Linked DNA regions of Mus musculus: region 1 is linked to region 2. Evidence: chromatin contacts called from public Micro-C data. All regions are on one chromosome and are shown on one strand. The core of a region is the stretch at or near the end of the contact, and the rest is flanking DNA. Distances in the headings are between cores, read along the strand shown. Region 1 holds the start of Enah (ENAH actin regulator). Region 2 holds the start of H3f3a (H3.3 histone A).

Evidence for each region. Hi-C and Micro-C count contacts between places; a contact is called where the count stands out from the background.
Region 1: a contact with region 2 is called in a Micro-C map of embryonic stem cells, with 4 times the contacts expected there. The contact joins the promoter of Enah here to the promoter of H3f3a in region 2. A contact is called at or near these places in 1 of 484 Hi-C or Micro-C datasets (embryonic stem cells) and 1 of 9 other capture datasets (adipose tissue).

Annotation. Positions count from the first base shown.
Region 1 is chr1:182,016,350-182,022,951 of GRCm38.p6, reverse strand. Enah (ENAH actin regulator) reads left to right here and starts at 2,972. Exons shown (of 15, transcript NM_010135.3): 1 at 2,972-3,422. The coding sequence starts at 3,418.
Region 2 is chr1:180,807,986-180,815,548 of GRCm38.p6, reverse strand. It overlaps H3f3a (H3.3 histone A), which reads left to right and starts at 1,944. Exons shown (of 4, transcript NM_008210.5): 1 at 1,944-2,078; 2 at 3,600-3,750; 3 at 5,279-5,432. The coding sequence starts at 3,623.

The sequences.
Region 1 (6,602 bases), core at 1,723-4,222, 1.2 Mb before region 2:
TGGCCTAGGGGCAGCAGAAGCTTGGTTCCTCTCATTCCCAGTAGTGTGGGTCAATCTGCTACACCAAGCTGGGGTAAAACATCTCAGAGAGAGAAAGTTGAGCTCTACTGTGTTAGGAAGGAAGTTCGAGGTGGGAACGTAGCTAGTGGTTGAGAACACCTAGCTTAGCATGTGAAAGCAGGGTTAGATCCCTAGCACATGCATGTGCACAACACACACATGCATTTCTTCTGAATAGTGTCTTCCATATCTTAGGGGAGCTGTCTATTCACTCACTGATTCATTCTTCCATTCACCTTTCAAACATCAGGTCCCTACGTGTTGGTCCTGGCACTGTGTTCGAGTATAGTATGGAGCTGAGATCATTTCAAAGACTTCAATGATTCAGTCACGCCAACTTTATTTTTAAGCAAAAGTTTAGGTTTATGAGGAGAGAATCAGCTGTGGGAAGTCAGTATGATGTGGGAGGAACAACAAGGTACCAAGAGATGGAAATCCTGGGTTTGAGTTTCAGTTCTACTACAAAGGCACTATGAGGCAATGGGCAAGTTACTTAACCTATCCGATTTCACATTCTTCTTCTAAATGACTGAATGACTTAAGATATCTCCCCTCTAAAATTCTTTCATTCTATATAGTAACACAGTCCATTGAAGTTTCCCACGTGACCAGAATTAGTCTTGTTTCTAGCTCAAGTTTCCATTTTGTCCTTTCAATGTTAGACCAAATATGAACAAGAAGTAACATTTTGTTAGAGCGAACAAACCGTCTTTCCACAAAATGACCTTTGGAGGTCAGGCTGGCCAATGCAAGATCTAAATCCGAAGGCAATGGTGTGACCAACTTGTGAGCTGGCAAGCTGCCATTAAAAAGAATGGAAATGGGTGTAGGCAGCCAACATTCTTGGCTGGTACATTTTTAATAAACACAGAAAACAAGAATAGCATTTTCCTCTTGGATCACTTAATTTGGTACTCATACCATGGGGACATCAGCTGTTAGCATAAAGATGATGGTGATTTCGTTAGATCAGGATGGGATTAGCTAGCAAAAATGAGAAGCAGGTTATGATGTCATTCGCAAGGAATTTTTATTGGTGTTTCTTGTCTCTGACAAGAGATAGTTTGAGTCATTACAGCAGTATCTCCACCTCTTCTGGTGGTGGTAAGGCTTTTATCTGAAACCTAAGCTCTGTTGTACTTACTATATTGGTATGAATGAACTAAGGAGAGCTGGGGTGACTTCTGGCTGAATGTGTCTTAATTCTTTCCCCAAGAAGATTCAATAGGCATTAGTGCTTTTTTTCCTCTTTCTAGACATTAGTTAACTTGTTGAATACTTGAGGTGCAAGCATTTTATACAGATGCCCTTTATACAAAGGCAGTGCACCTCAGAGCTGAGATGTTTTTCTAATCACGGCTATTGTACTAATAACACACGAGGTTGTTTGAGATGTATATTTCTGTCTCTTCTCGTAATATGGGCAACAAGGACATTTGGCTGACAGGGCTGTTTTCTCTTCAGTCCTTGGAGATCCTTGAATAAAATGCTCTGTGATGGCAAGCTGTAATTAGCTATGTGGGTGGAAATTAGTGTTCTTCAAGTACACCATGTTTAGAGCAGAGGCACCGTGCTTTTTACTACCCGAGGCCACCCTGGTCCTGTGCCACAGCTCTAGGTCACTGCTTCTTGCAGGGCTTCCTTCCAAAAAGCAAACCGCCTTTGTTGAGCTCTGAAACCAGGAGGCTTTTCATAGTTAAAACAGGTTAAACTGTTCTCCAGACAATTCAGGCATTGACCAAGGATGGATAGGATACGTTAGCTTGTCATTTGAAAGTGCCCAGAATGCCAGCTTTCATAAGTATCTTTAGAACCGCAGCTCATTTTATATGGAACATCAAACTTTTGAATGGATTCCTGCAGTATTGCTAGGTCCTCCATTTTGGATGTAATAGAAATCGGGTAGCTGCAAAAACCCTTTCTAACCTAGTCTAGGCATCTGTATACTGCGCACGAAAGCGGGCTCTCAGTTTTTAAAAAATTTTATTAGATCATTGGATTTGCTGTTTTTCATTCTACACCCCCCGCCCCAAATTCGGGCTTCTCAGAGGCCTCCTGCACCATCTGACTAAACCATTCGCTGCGTTAGTATTTTCTATCTACCTTCTCAAGGAGGTGAGCTCCAGACTAGGTGAAAGACAGAGCATTTAAAATTATCCTCAGTTTCCATCCCTCCCCGCCCCCGGCCGGGATTCCCTTTCAGCTGGTGACGACAGAAAGGGTTCCACGGGCTGCGTCTCTCGCGGCTGCACAGGGTTCCGCGTGCCTCGGGCCACCGCGTTTCCCGACACCGATGCGTTAGCTGTGTGTGTGTGTGTGTGCGCGTTTATGCGCGCGTGTGTTTGTGCAGTCATCCCAGTACTGTGCGCGCGTCGGCCGGATCCCCAGGTCCAGCACGCTCGGGGGTCCTCGGGAATCCGGGGGACGACGATGGCCACGTTTTGCGTGTTCGGAACTCTCCTACATCCCGCCTACATCCCACGGGTGGGGGTGGGTGGGAGGGAATCACATCGCGGCGGGGACGCGCAGAGGGGGATGCCGGCCCGCGCGCCCTGGTCCTCTCCGCGATCGCGCCCGGCTCGTCACGCCCCCCCCAACCCCCCCACCGCGGTTCGCTCCTCACCTCAGCCTCCGGGCTGCGGGAAGGCCGCGGCAGGAGAGCGCGGTCAAGGGCAGAGCGGGCGCCGAGCCCCCCTCCGACCGCGGGGGGCGCGGAGCCGGGTGGGCGGCAACAAAGGGCCGTGGCCGCACCGCCGCCTCGCCTCGGCCGCCGCCCCGCAGCCCCCTCGTGCGCAACGCCCCTCGCCCCGGGAGGGAGGGGGAGGGGAGCGGGCGAAGCGGGAGCGGCGGGGGCGGCGGGAGGAGGGCGGCGCCTGCGTGCTCCTCCGCCGCCCCGCCCCCGGCGCCCCGCGGCGAGCCCGGCTCTCCTCCCGCGGCTGCAGCAGCTGCCGGTTCCTCACGGCCTCGGCGGCGGCGGTGACGGCGGCGCGCTCGGAGCGGCCTCTGGAGCGGCGGGCGGGCGGACGGACGGACGGACGGACGGGCGCGCGGCCCCGGCGGCTCCCGTCTGAAGCGGCGGACGAGGCTCGGCGGGGAGGAGGCGGCGACGCAGGCGGAGGAGGCGGCGGCCGCCGGGGACCCGCTCGGCGCCTCGGCCCCGTGCCCCGTCCCCAGCCCGTGGTCGCTCGCGCTCGGCGGGCCGGCGCCTCGCCTCTGCGCGCGGAGATGGTGTAGCCCGGCCGCCGGAGCCGGAGCCGCCTCTGCTCGCGCGTCCCCGCGGCGTCCGCCTCCCCGCCTGAGAAGAGACCCTCCGCTCGGCGGCTCCCGCGCCGGGGAAGCCTCGGCGCCGCCGGCACCATGAGGTGAGGGGCGCGCGGGCCGCCAGCCATTGTGCCGCGGCGCCGCGACCGCTCTGCGCGGACCCGCCTGCCCCGGCCCGCGGCGCCGGCTCGGCTCTCCCGGCTCTTTCTCGCTCCCTTTTGTCCCTTCGGGTTTCTCCGGTCCAGCTGCCCTGCCCAGCCGCTCTGATTTGGGGGAGGGGGCTCCTCCCGGTGTCCCCCTCCGATGCTCTTCTTTTACCCAGGATTTCCCTTCCTCAATTCAATATGCCAGCTCCCTCCCTCCCTCCCCCAGCCTGGGTTAACGAAACCCAGGAGATGGGGAGGGGCTCGGTAGTCGTAGCGTGCTCGTTGCCGAGAAACAGGTATTTTCCGTACATCTGTAAAAATTCTCTGCACTTTTAGTACAAAGCTCTAGTGTTTAATTAAAAGGGGGGTGGGGAGGAAAGTTTGGAAGGTTTGAAATCTCTGCGGGGAATAAAGTGCCTCTGGTAGGGGTAAAGCGGAGGAGCGGGGAAAGGTGAACATTTCTCGATGGTGGGGGAAGGGAGAGCATTTACTAGGTTTCCTCTGGCGGGGGACAGTGTGAGGCTGGGATAAGTTGGTTGAGGTTTGTAAGCCCGGGCGGGGGAGGGTTTTGTTTGGAAAGCCCTTCTCTCCGGTTCGTAGCAGCCTGTGTTGCATTGCAGCAGAAGCGGCCGCGTTTCCCTTCCTCTGTAATCAATACAATTATTTATTTATTTTTCAGCCCCAAAGGAAAGTCTTGGATGTACCGTGGTGAAATGCTTTTTGATTGATACGGTGAAACATATGGTGTGATGTTTTTTAATTTTTGTCTCTCCAGTTGTGTAGGAGAATAAACCATGATGTGGTGTGTCACTCATTGGCGACCACCCACCCCAAGCCTTTCCTAAGGTTGTTTTGTGTCCATAACCTCCCGCTTTTGGATTGGTGCAAGACTTAGTGAGAAATAGGACCTCGTAGACTGAAGGCTGATGCATTTTGCGTACTCATCCTTAAAGGCCTCCCTTTTAGGTTAAACAATTGTGGATGAAGTAAATTCCTCCGTTTCTTCCTCCCTCCCGAGATAGTCTTTCAGTTCATTTGGATTTGAATCTCCTTTGTGTTAAAGATTAATGGCCGACGGTTGCCAAGACCTTTATAATGTAATGAAATGAGATTTGAATAATATCTTCAAATTCCTTCTCTTTGGCCTGAAAATCTTGTCATTGGAATTTCCCCCCTTATTTCTGTTTGAAACTTTAGCTTTTATATCCCCCTCCTCAAAAAAAAAAAAAAAAATCAGGGTTGAACACAGACCCGTTACAATTTTAAGTATATTTTTGTGCTGTGTTTACTTAAGCTTACTATGAATTTTTCTGATTCTGGGTGACAGATCTTTATGTTAGTGTTAGATTTTTGCCAAGTGACCCCTTTTCCTGGGTGATTTCATACAACTTATTTCAAATGTTTAAAAAGTAATTAATGGCATAGAAATCAAGATTAATCTTTGTAAAATGCAAGTTGAGAAACCTGTTATATTTTTGTGCATTTTTGCTAAGCTACTGGTGGCCTTGAAAATTCAGGAACTGTTAAAAAACATGACTGTTCTGTCAGGTAATATTACATACTGTTGATTGTACTTTAGTGACATAATGCTATATAGGTCTTGCCCAACAAGTTAGTAGTTAGTAGTTTTTTGGTTTTTTTTTTTCAGACTTGCAATAATTTTCTTAAAACATTAAAAGGACAAAATAAAGCAGGGTATTTTAACATTTGATCAAAGCTATTTGAAAGCTTGTGAACAAAATATATTCAAGTTTGAAGTATTTAGTAAAACTTAAATCATACACTGTCTCAGTAAGTTATGTCTGGACTTAGAAGTTCTAGCTTCTAGCGAAATATAACTAATGCTTTGAAAGCTGTTTTCTTGCCATATTTCTTACTAGCTGTAGAGATAGAGAAATCACACTGACGTTTTCCCAGTGGTGTAAATACAGAACATTCCCCCCAGGTCTGAGGAGTTTGCGCAGTCTACAGTAATTCTTTGTAGGCTGATTTTGAATAATTTAAGAGCAGAAAAGAGGATCAGCTAGTTTTTCACTTTGAAGGGCTTTGTAGAGTCGCTCTTGAGCAGTTCCTAAGAGGGTGAGGGTAGGGTGGTTTGGTCTGAGGTAACCTCAGATGCTGTAGGAACTAAAAGTTAACCTTTTCATGGAATGACAACCCCCCCCCCCCCAGATCCCCCAACCCAGAAACAGAGATATTGAAGAGGGCATTTCCATTAAGTTGGTCGGAACTCTGAGGCAGTAAGTATCTTACAGAATTGAGTATTTGTGGTAAGATCTCTCAGATGTTTTAAGTTTAGGAACAGTGTGTTTTGTCACATAGTGTACTCTTATACAGTAGGCAACTGTGCGTTCCTGAAAGTCTAAAGACACAATCTACATGTAAAGTGCTGTGTATAGAGTTATTAGATCTTGATTAGAGGTGAGCAGTAATAACAAGTGGTCTAGGATTTACAAAGGACAGTGAACCAGTTGAGGGGGGAAAAGCTACAGGCCAAAAAATACCAAACTGGTATCTGTAGTAGCCTGTTGAGTTTGGTTCTGTACTGTTTTTCTTGTCATGTATTAGAAGCATGGAAGATTCTTTATGATTGAAGTATGTATGGGATGGTATTTTTTTTTTTAATTTTTATTTTTTTGGTTTTTTGAAACAGGGTTTCTTTGTATAGCCCTGCCTGTCCTGGAACTCACTTTGTAGACCAGGCTGGCCTCGAACTCAGAAATCCGCCTGCCTCTGCCTCCCAAGTGCTGGGATTAAAGGTGTGCGCCGCCACACCCGGCTGGGATGGTATCTTTTAAAAACTAGTTGATCACTCAAAATTTTATGTCTTTCTTTTTTTAAAGAGAAAGAAGAACTTATTATTAAAATAGTTCCCTATAGTCTGGTTTCTAGGAAGAGCTCAGAACATTTTAGATTGGCATTTTTGTGCCATAGTGTATGACCTTGGCTACTGTAATGCTAGATACTCAGAGTTTCTCATATAAAAAAGGCAAAGTGTGGTTATGAGGATTCGGCCAAAGCTACTTACTGAGTGACCTTGACTAAGCATATAATTTCACAGACACAGCACACAGCTTTACGATATATGTGTGTGTGTGTGTATATATATATATATATATATATATATATATATAT
Region 2 (7,563 bases), core at 695-3,194:
CTTCCCTGTGCAAGGCGATGCTTCTAGAGAAGGACTCAATCAGGGCTGGACCGGTACCGGTGCTGTTCACTGAAGCACTCCCAGTCTTCCAAAAATTGTTCGGAGCAGAATTGGCATGCCATATATATATATATATGGCATATATATATATATGGCAAATCTGGAAACTTCCTGATTACTAAGAGGATAACCAGTCATATTTCCAGAAAGAGCTTGCGGACTACCATCACACAAGTAACTACTATTTCCATGTCAGAGATGGGCAACTTCAGTCGGTTCACAGAACCCACAATCCACACGAAGTAGTTCACCAGACAAGGTCCTTCCATCCCTTAGAAACATCTGCTTAAAGCCAGGAAGAATGTATGAGGAAACCTAGCATACATAGATAGTACTATCTATGACAAGCTAACATTTCTTGAAGATATGACTGATTCAATTGATATGTAACAGCCTTCTTGGATAAATCCAGCAACAAATATTTTAGTTTCCTGAAAACAAAACACAAACAAGCAAGAGGGGAAAAAATGCTTCTTGGCTCAAATTATAGGAATTTTTCACTGGCAGCTCTGTGGAGGGTTTTTTGCATATGTGCATTTAGGGTAGTATCGCAGATTGCATGTGTTCATCAACACTTAACACTCATTAAATAATAATGAAACAGGAGGCCTGGGTTGTTGTTTTTTTTCCCTCTAGGGTCTGTTCCTCAGTTCAGTGACCTTGGCCAAATCCATTTCTTCTCTCATATCTGATTTCCACATATCTGTTTCAGGATAATGTTCATGATAAGACTGCTTTGAGAGGTCTTCAGATTACATGTATGCTACTGTCCTTCATCAGTACCCTACGGGACCTTTGTGACTCTTCTACCGAAAGCCTTCACCCAGAGTTGTGTAGCCTGGTCAATACCACCTGGGGACGGTTCAGATGTTTGTGGGTCACTTAATGAGAACTTGAGCTATGCAGTCTGTTGCCCAAGCTACTGGGCAGAAGGAAAGCGGGAAACAGCTTTTCCTTCTACCTGCCGTTTCAGCCTCCTGTGTCTGACATTAGACTCTTATGTCACGAGATTTCTGCAGCGCTCCTCCAAACAGCGAAGGGGTGGAAAGGCCTACTCTGCCTTAGACTGCTACAGCTGTGTTGCACATTGTCTCAGAGGCTTACAAAATAACAGCCATCTTGCACCAAGAACCGCGGCCTAGGAAGAGGGCGAGCCCTGTCCCTCGGCCCCGGTGCCACCACCTGCGACGCGCTGACAGTCTCCGCACTGCCCCGCAGGCTGCCCCTCCTCTCCCGGGGCTAGAGTCTGCGACCGACTTGTCCTCAGGCGACTTGGCCCGAGCCTCCGGACCGGCCCGCGCTCGGCGGGGAGCGAAGGCGGGAAGAGGCCCGCGGGTCCCCCGCCCCTGGCGCGCCGCGCGGTCCGAAAGTGGGCGCGGGACTGGGGCTTCCACTTTGCCAGCTAGCTTCCCGCTTGGGCGCGTTTTCAACTGGGGCGCGGCGACCGTACGGTCCCGGCCTTCTCCCCGCCCCCACACGGGCCGGGAACCTCGGGGGCGCGCGCGGGGGCGATGCCCCTCCCCCCGCAGGCCGGGCGCTGGTCCGCAGCCCGCGCCGCCCTCCCCGCCCCCACACCCCCCGCTGTGCACCCCAAAGCTGGGCTTCGGGGGCTCACTTAACGCCTGCGTCCGACGGGGAGGGAGTGTGGGCCGGGGACGGACTAGGGCAGACGGCCCCTCGGCGGGCCCCTCGGCGTGTCTTTTGTGTTTGTACACACCGCGAGAGGCGGCGGGAGGAATGGGCGGGCGGCGCGCGGGGGAGGAGCGAGCGCGCGCCAGCGAACGAGCGCGCGGGGGGAGGGGAGGGGCGGGGCGCGCGGGGGCCCTGGGCGGGGCCGAGCCTTCCCTCCATTGTGTGTGATTGGCTGGAGCGCGGCGCGGGGCGGGGCGGCGTGTGTAGGGGAAAGCCTCGGTGTCAGCCATCTTTCAATTGTGTTCGCAGCCTTCGCCGCGCCGCTGCCGCTCTCCAACGCCAGCGCCGCCTCTCGCTTGCCGAGCTCCAGCCGAAGGAGAAGGGGGGTAAGTTTCTCCGTTTGCCCGCCTTCCCGGAGCCGGGCTCCGCTCGCCGTCGGCCTCGTAGGGGCCCACGGAGGCACCCACAGTCCCCCCGGGCTCGACCCGCAAACTTTTTGGCGCAGAAATGGAGATGGGGAGCGAGTTTGCCTTCCGCGGGCGGTGGCGGCGGCGGCTCCCCGGTCTCTCCGTCTCAGCCCAGCAGTGGCACCGCCGCGGCGTCGAGCCTGTCTCCCTCCGGCGCCGCGGGCTCCTCTTTCTTCGGTGAAATCCCTCCCGCTGCCCCTTCCCGGGACCCCAGACCTTCACCATGTCCCGCGCGAGCCTCTTAACTGCCGCCTCCGGGTCCCAGGCCCCAGTTTTTCGGGCGCAAAGGGGGTAAAATCGCCGCCGCTTTCCACCCCGGGCTAACTCGCTTTTTGCTGCCTCTCCACAGTTGTGCCTGAGCTTCACCATCTTGTCTCTCTTCTCTGGTCACCGACCATATTTTTTTTCCCCCCGTTTCTCTCTTCCCCATTTTAAAATGGAAGGAAAAAATTTTAAGAACATTTTTTTGCCTTTTTTGGAGAAAAAGAAACGATGCTTATGAAATGCAGAAAACAAAAAAAAAGAACTTTTGCATTTTTGGAGAGCGGCACGTGGCAGGGGATGGGGTATTTTCGAACGATTTGCTGTTTGTCTCTCTGGAAGGGAATCGGATACGTTTCCAATTGTTTCCATTTTGTGCTAGTCTTCGGGAGCCGAGTCGCTCGTTGCCAGCGCGGGGTGCGGGGACCGAGACGGGCAGGTCCGGTACCCCGAACCTAGGGACCCAGGGGAGGCAGAACCAAAAGTTTATGTGGTGCTGGGTGGGCCGGGCGGCCGGTGTCGAGCGCTAATTAAGCCTGGGTGCGGGGCAGTCGGCTTCCATAGCGAAGCCCGGGAGGGGGACGGGCTTTGTGGAATGCTCACTGGCGATGGCTGTTGTTCTTGCATTTCGAGACGCCTTTTTGTCAACATAACTATAAAGAAACAAACCTCAAGAATGTTTTTAGATATTTACAGCAACCCAACTGCCAGGCGCGAGAGGGGGGCAGCAAACCGAGCGGGGGGGGGGCGCTGAAACCTTTTTCTTTCTTTTTTTTCTTTTTCTTTTTTTTTTTTTTGGCTGTAATTTGACTCGACCTTTCTGTGTTTGTGGCTTCGTTCATTTGACTTGTTTGTGATCGAATGTTTGCAGACGTTTCTAATTTCTACTTTAATTAAATGAATTGGATCGAAAGCCATGGTGGGGGGCGTCTCTCTGGTTTTGGCTGTTTTATCGCTCGGAAATAGCTTTATAAAGTATAAATGCTGACAATTTTCTAGTTTGTTTTAAATCATGTTTGGGCGATAGATGTAATCCGCGCCCTTCCAAACTAATTATATAACAGTCCCCCCCCCTCCCCCATACTGATTAATTTCCAGATTTGGGGGGGGGGGGTTCTGGCAGGAATACTGTTATGTTTTAGTTGAATCCGATATTTTTTGTTTTTTAAACACTGATAGGTAAGTAAGGAGGTGTCCTTACCATGGCTCGTACAAAGCAGACTGCCCGCAAATCCACCGGTGGTAAAGCACCCAGGAAACAACTGGCTACAAAAGCCGCTCGCAAGAGTGCGCCCTCTACTGGAGGGGTGAAGAAACCTCATCGTTACAGGTATTTCTAAAACGTCGAGCAGTGGGATAGTGTCTAAGCAGTATGTCCGTGTAATTTAACAGGAAGATAGTCATACTTTTTGCTATGGGGAAAAGATGTTTCTCTCTTTTGAATGATTATTACTACTTGAATATGTATGCATATGTTTGTGAACACATGTATCTTAGTATTCAGTTTGATAGATAACATTACATTTTGAAGCTGTAATCTGATCTAAAAGCCTAAAAAGTCATAGTATAGTCAACTAGTGCTCTTAACTGCTGAGCAATCTCTCCAGCCCTCTAGTATAGTCAACTAGTAATAGGACACGTTAATATTTTTTTATATGGCCCTTTTTCTTTTTTTTCTTTTCTTTTCTTTTTCTTTTTCTTTTTTTTTTTTTTTGGTTTTTCGAGACAGGGTTTCTCTGCGTAGCCCAGGCTGTCCTGGAACTCACTAGGCTGGCCTAGAACTCAGAAATTCGCCTGCCCCTGCCTCCCGAGTGCTGGGATTAAAGGCGTGCGCCACCACGCCCGGCTCTTCTTTTCTTTTTTTTAACTAGTGAAGTCATACACTTTTAGGCAGCTCCTCATTTGTGGTAAAGTAACGACTTATGATAGGGAGACCAGTAAAGTTCCCAATGGTCATATTTACTTGGTGGGTTTTTCCCTACCTCATTTAGATATAACCAGTGTTGTTAAAGACATCAGCCATTAGAGGGCACAAGTTGCCCAAATTTACATAGACAGATTTTACAGTGAAAAGCTCAAGAGTAGAAGAAATAAGTCAGAATTAGAAAATAATTCTATAGGCAGTAACTTAAAACATTTTTTTGGCTGGGCAGTGGTGGGGCATTTAAATGCAGCAGGCAGGCAGGTCTCTGAATTTGAGGCCACCCAGGGCTATCCATAGAAACCCTGCCTGGGGGGTGGGGAGCAGAAATTTTTTTTATTAAGAAAAAAAACCACAAACAAGTTTTCAAATGTAGTTATGACTGATGCTAGAATGCTGGGAGATAAGACCCACTGAAGTGAATTGTTGAATTATGTAAGTCTTAGATGGGCCAAAGGAAAGTGATGCTGACCTCAGAAGAGACTAGGCAGCCTCTACCAACAGCCTAAGAGCTAATGTGTTCCCACGTTTTGTATGTTTAGAAGGCAGGGCTCATGTAACCCAGGCTTGCCTGGGACTTAGTATGTACCTGAGGCTTATGTCACACCTCATGCCTTTGCACCCTGAGCTCTGGTACAAGTGTGAATACCACAACCAGCTCAAAGTCTCAGGTCTTAGCACAGATTGATGGGCTGTGTGTGCATGAAAGTGAAAATGAATATATGGCTTTGATAAACTGCCTTATCGTGCTTTTTTTATTTTAAAGGTGATCTTTTTCTTAACAGGGTTGAATATTCAGGTCATAAAACTGATCTGTGAAATTTGGTGTTGAAGAATAGTTGAGTGGGTCTTTTTTAAAAATTACTGCATTTATTTAAAGCTGATCACTTTATATCATATAGGCTTAGTAACAATTTCTTAAATGTTAACTTTTTAGGCCTGGTACTGTGGCCCTCCGTGAAATCAGACGCTATCAGAAGTCCACTGAACTTCTGATCCGCAAGCTCCCCTTTCAGCGTCTGGTGCGAGAAATTGCTCAGGACTTCAAAACAGATCTGCGCTTCCAGAGTGCAGCTATTGGTGCTTTGCAGGTAAATGGGTAGGTGGGGAAGACCCTAGTTTTGTTTGTTCCTGTTGTGTACCAAGAGCAGTTACACGTCATGTTTTCGTGTAGCTGTCATTAAAAGCCTGTAAGGTAATTGATTTACTCCTGATGAAATTTCAAAGTTAAATGGTTCAAGGTGGCTGGGCAGTGGTGGTGAACACCTTTAATCTCAAACCTTGAGAGGTTCAAGGTCATACATAAAAACCTAAATCCTGCCGGGCGGTGGTGGCGCGTGCCTTTAATCCCAGCACTTGGGAGGCAGAGGCAGGCGGATTTCTGAGTTCGAGGCCAGCCTGGTCTCCAAAGTAAGATCCAGGACAGCTAGGGCTATACAGAGAAATCCTGTCTTGAAAAACCAAAAAAAAAAAAAAAAAAAAAAAAAAAAACACCTAAATCCTAATTGGTTCAAAAGCCTAATGCAGTTATTACCATTTAGAATTTTTAACCTTGTTGAAAGCAATGCCTAAAGCTGGCTTGGTTTATGGATGTTACAAGACTTTAGGATAGAGAGCTAGATAGAGGTCCATTCTTGGTCATTTCAAACAGCTGATGGAGAAATGCCCTGGTCCTAAAGATATAGAGCAAGTGAGGGTGCAGTTTAATACTTAGAGTGGGCAGTGTTCAAGGATGCGCAGAAGTGGTGGTGGTCCTGGGACTGACTGCTGGGAAGAAGAAGGGGGCTGAGCACATGGAGCTTGCTGGCGGCAACCATAGAGATCACATTACACAGGCTGAATTTAGTCTCAGTTCTGGTGCTGGGAACAGTGATCTGGAGTGATTGTATGTGGAAGCACTAATAACTTACAACAGTATTAAAGTTGAGATTAACACAAAAAGACTTGACGAGTGTTGGTATCTCAACTATGAAAAGGTGGGGCTGCAGTGACCACTCTGGATAAGAGGTGCAGGGTTCAATTCCCAGCAAGCACATGACAGCTCCCTGCAGCTCCAATTCTGAGGATCTGTTCCCGTCACACAGACACACACACGCAGGCAGACACAGCGGGTCAGAAGCAGAGTAAGTAGGAATGCAGCTTGCTGGGCAGTACTGCACGTCATCATTGGAGGATTTCAAAGATTACTGTTGCTGTGCCTAGCTTTTGCTTTTATATTTGAGAAAGATTTGATAGGTGGATTCTACTCTGGTGTGTGATTGGTTGAGCTGTTTCTATGGTTAGGCTAAACTGCATTTGATTGGTGAATCGGCATCTATTAAATTTGCATGGGTTGAAATTACTGAAATTTCAACTATCAAAATCTTCCCATACTGTTCCTTTAGAATTTTATTTTTCCATTCCAATAGCTGCTTATCAATTCCTTTTGCATTTACTAAGATTCCCAAGATGAGCTACTTTTGTTTTCTAATTACTGTTAGTAGGCTCTACTTAACACATCACTGTACTTGTAAGTCCAGCTTTTTTTTTTTAACCTTACTTTCAATAATTGTTTGTCTACTGAAATTACTAAACATTTGGGCTGGAACATTTCTAAAATTATTAATGAGTAAACATCCATTGTTGCTATTATTTAGTTACATAATCACCTGTAAGCATGATTTTGAGTAAAATATGCACTTTTATATATATTTTTTTAATGTCCCCTGCATTTTTTTTTTAATGACTTGAGTTTATTTAGGTTTATGCTCTGAAAGCCAGGTATGTCGTTAAGGGTGACTTTGAACTCTATTCTCTCTGCCCCTGAAGACTAGGATTACAGGCGAGCTCCATATCTGCTTTATGTGGTGCTTGGATTATATCCATTGCATGTGCATAGTAGGCGAGCTTTCCTCCTTACCCTCCAAGGTAGGGTCTCAGTAGCCCTAGCTGGCCTGGAACTCCCTCTGTAGACCAGGCTGGCCTTAACTCCTGTTTCTGCCTTCTAGGTGCTAGGGTTAAAGGTGTTCACCGCTGCCTGGCTAGGCAAGCTCTCTTAACCAGCTACACCATAGCTCTGAAAAGAGCAATCTTGCTGGCATGGCAGGTGTCTTTAATCCTGCACACGGGAGTGGGGGTAGAAGCAGATGGGTCTCTTGTTTCCAGGCTAGCCAGGCCAACATATACATAGTGAGATCCTTTTGTAAAAATGAAAGAACACAGTGATCTTCCTTGTAAGTTTTT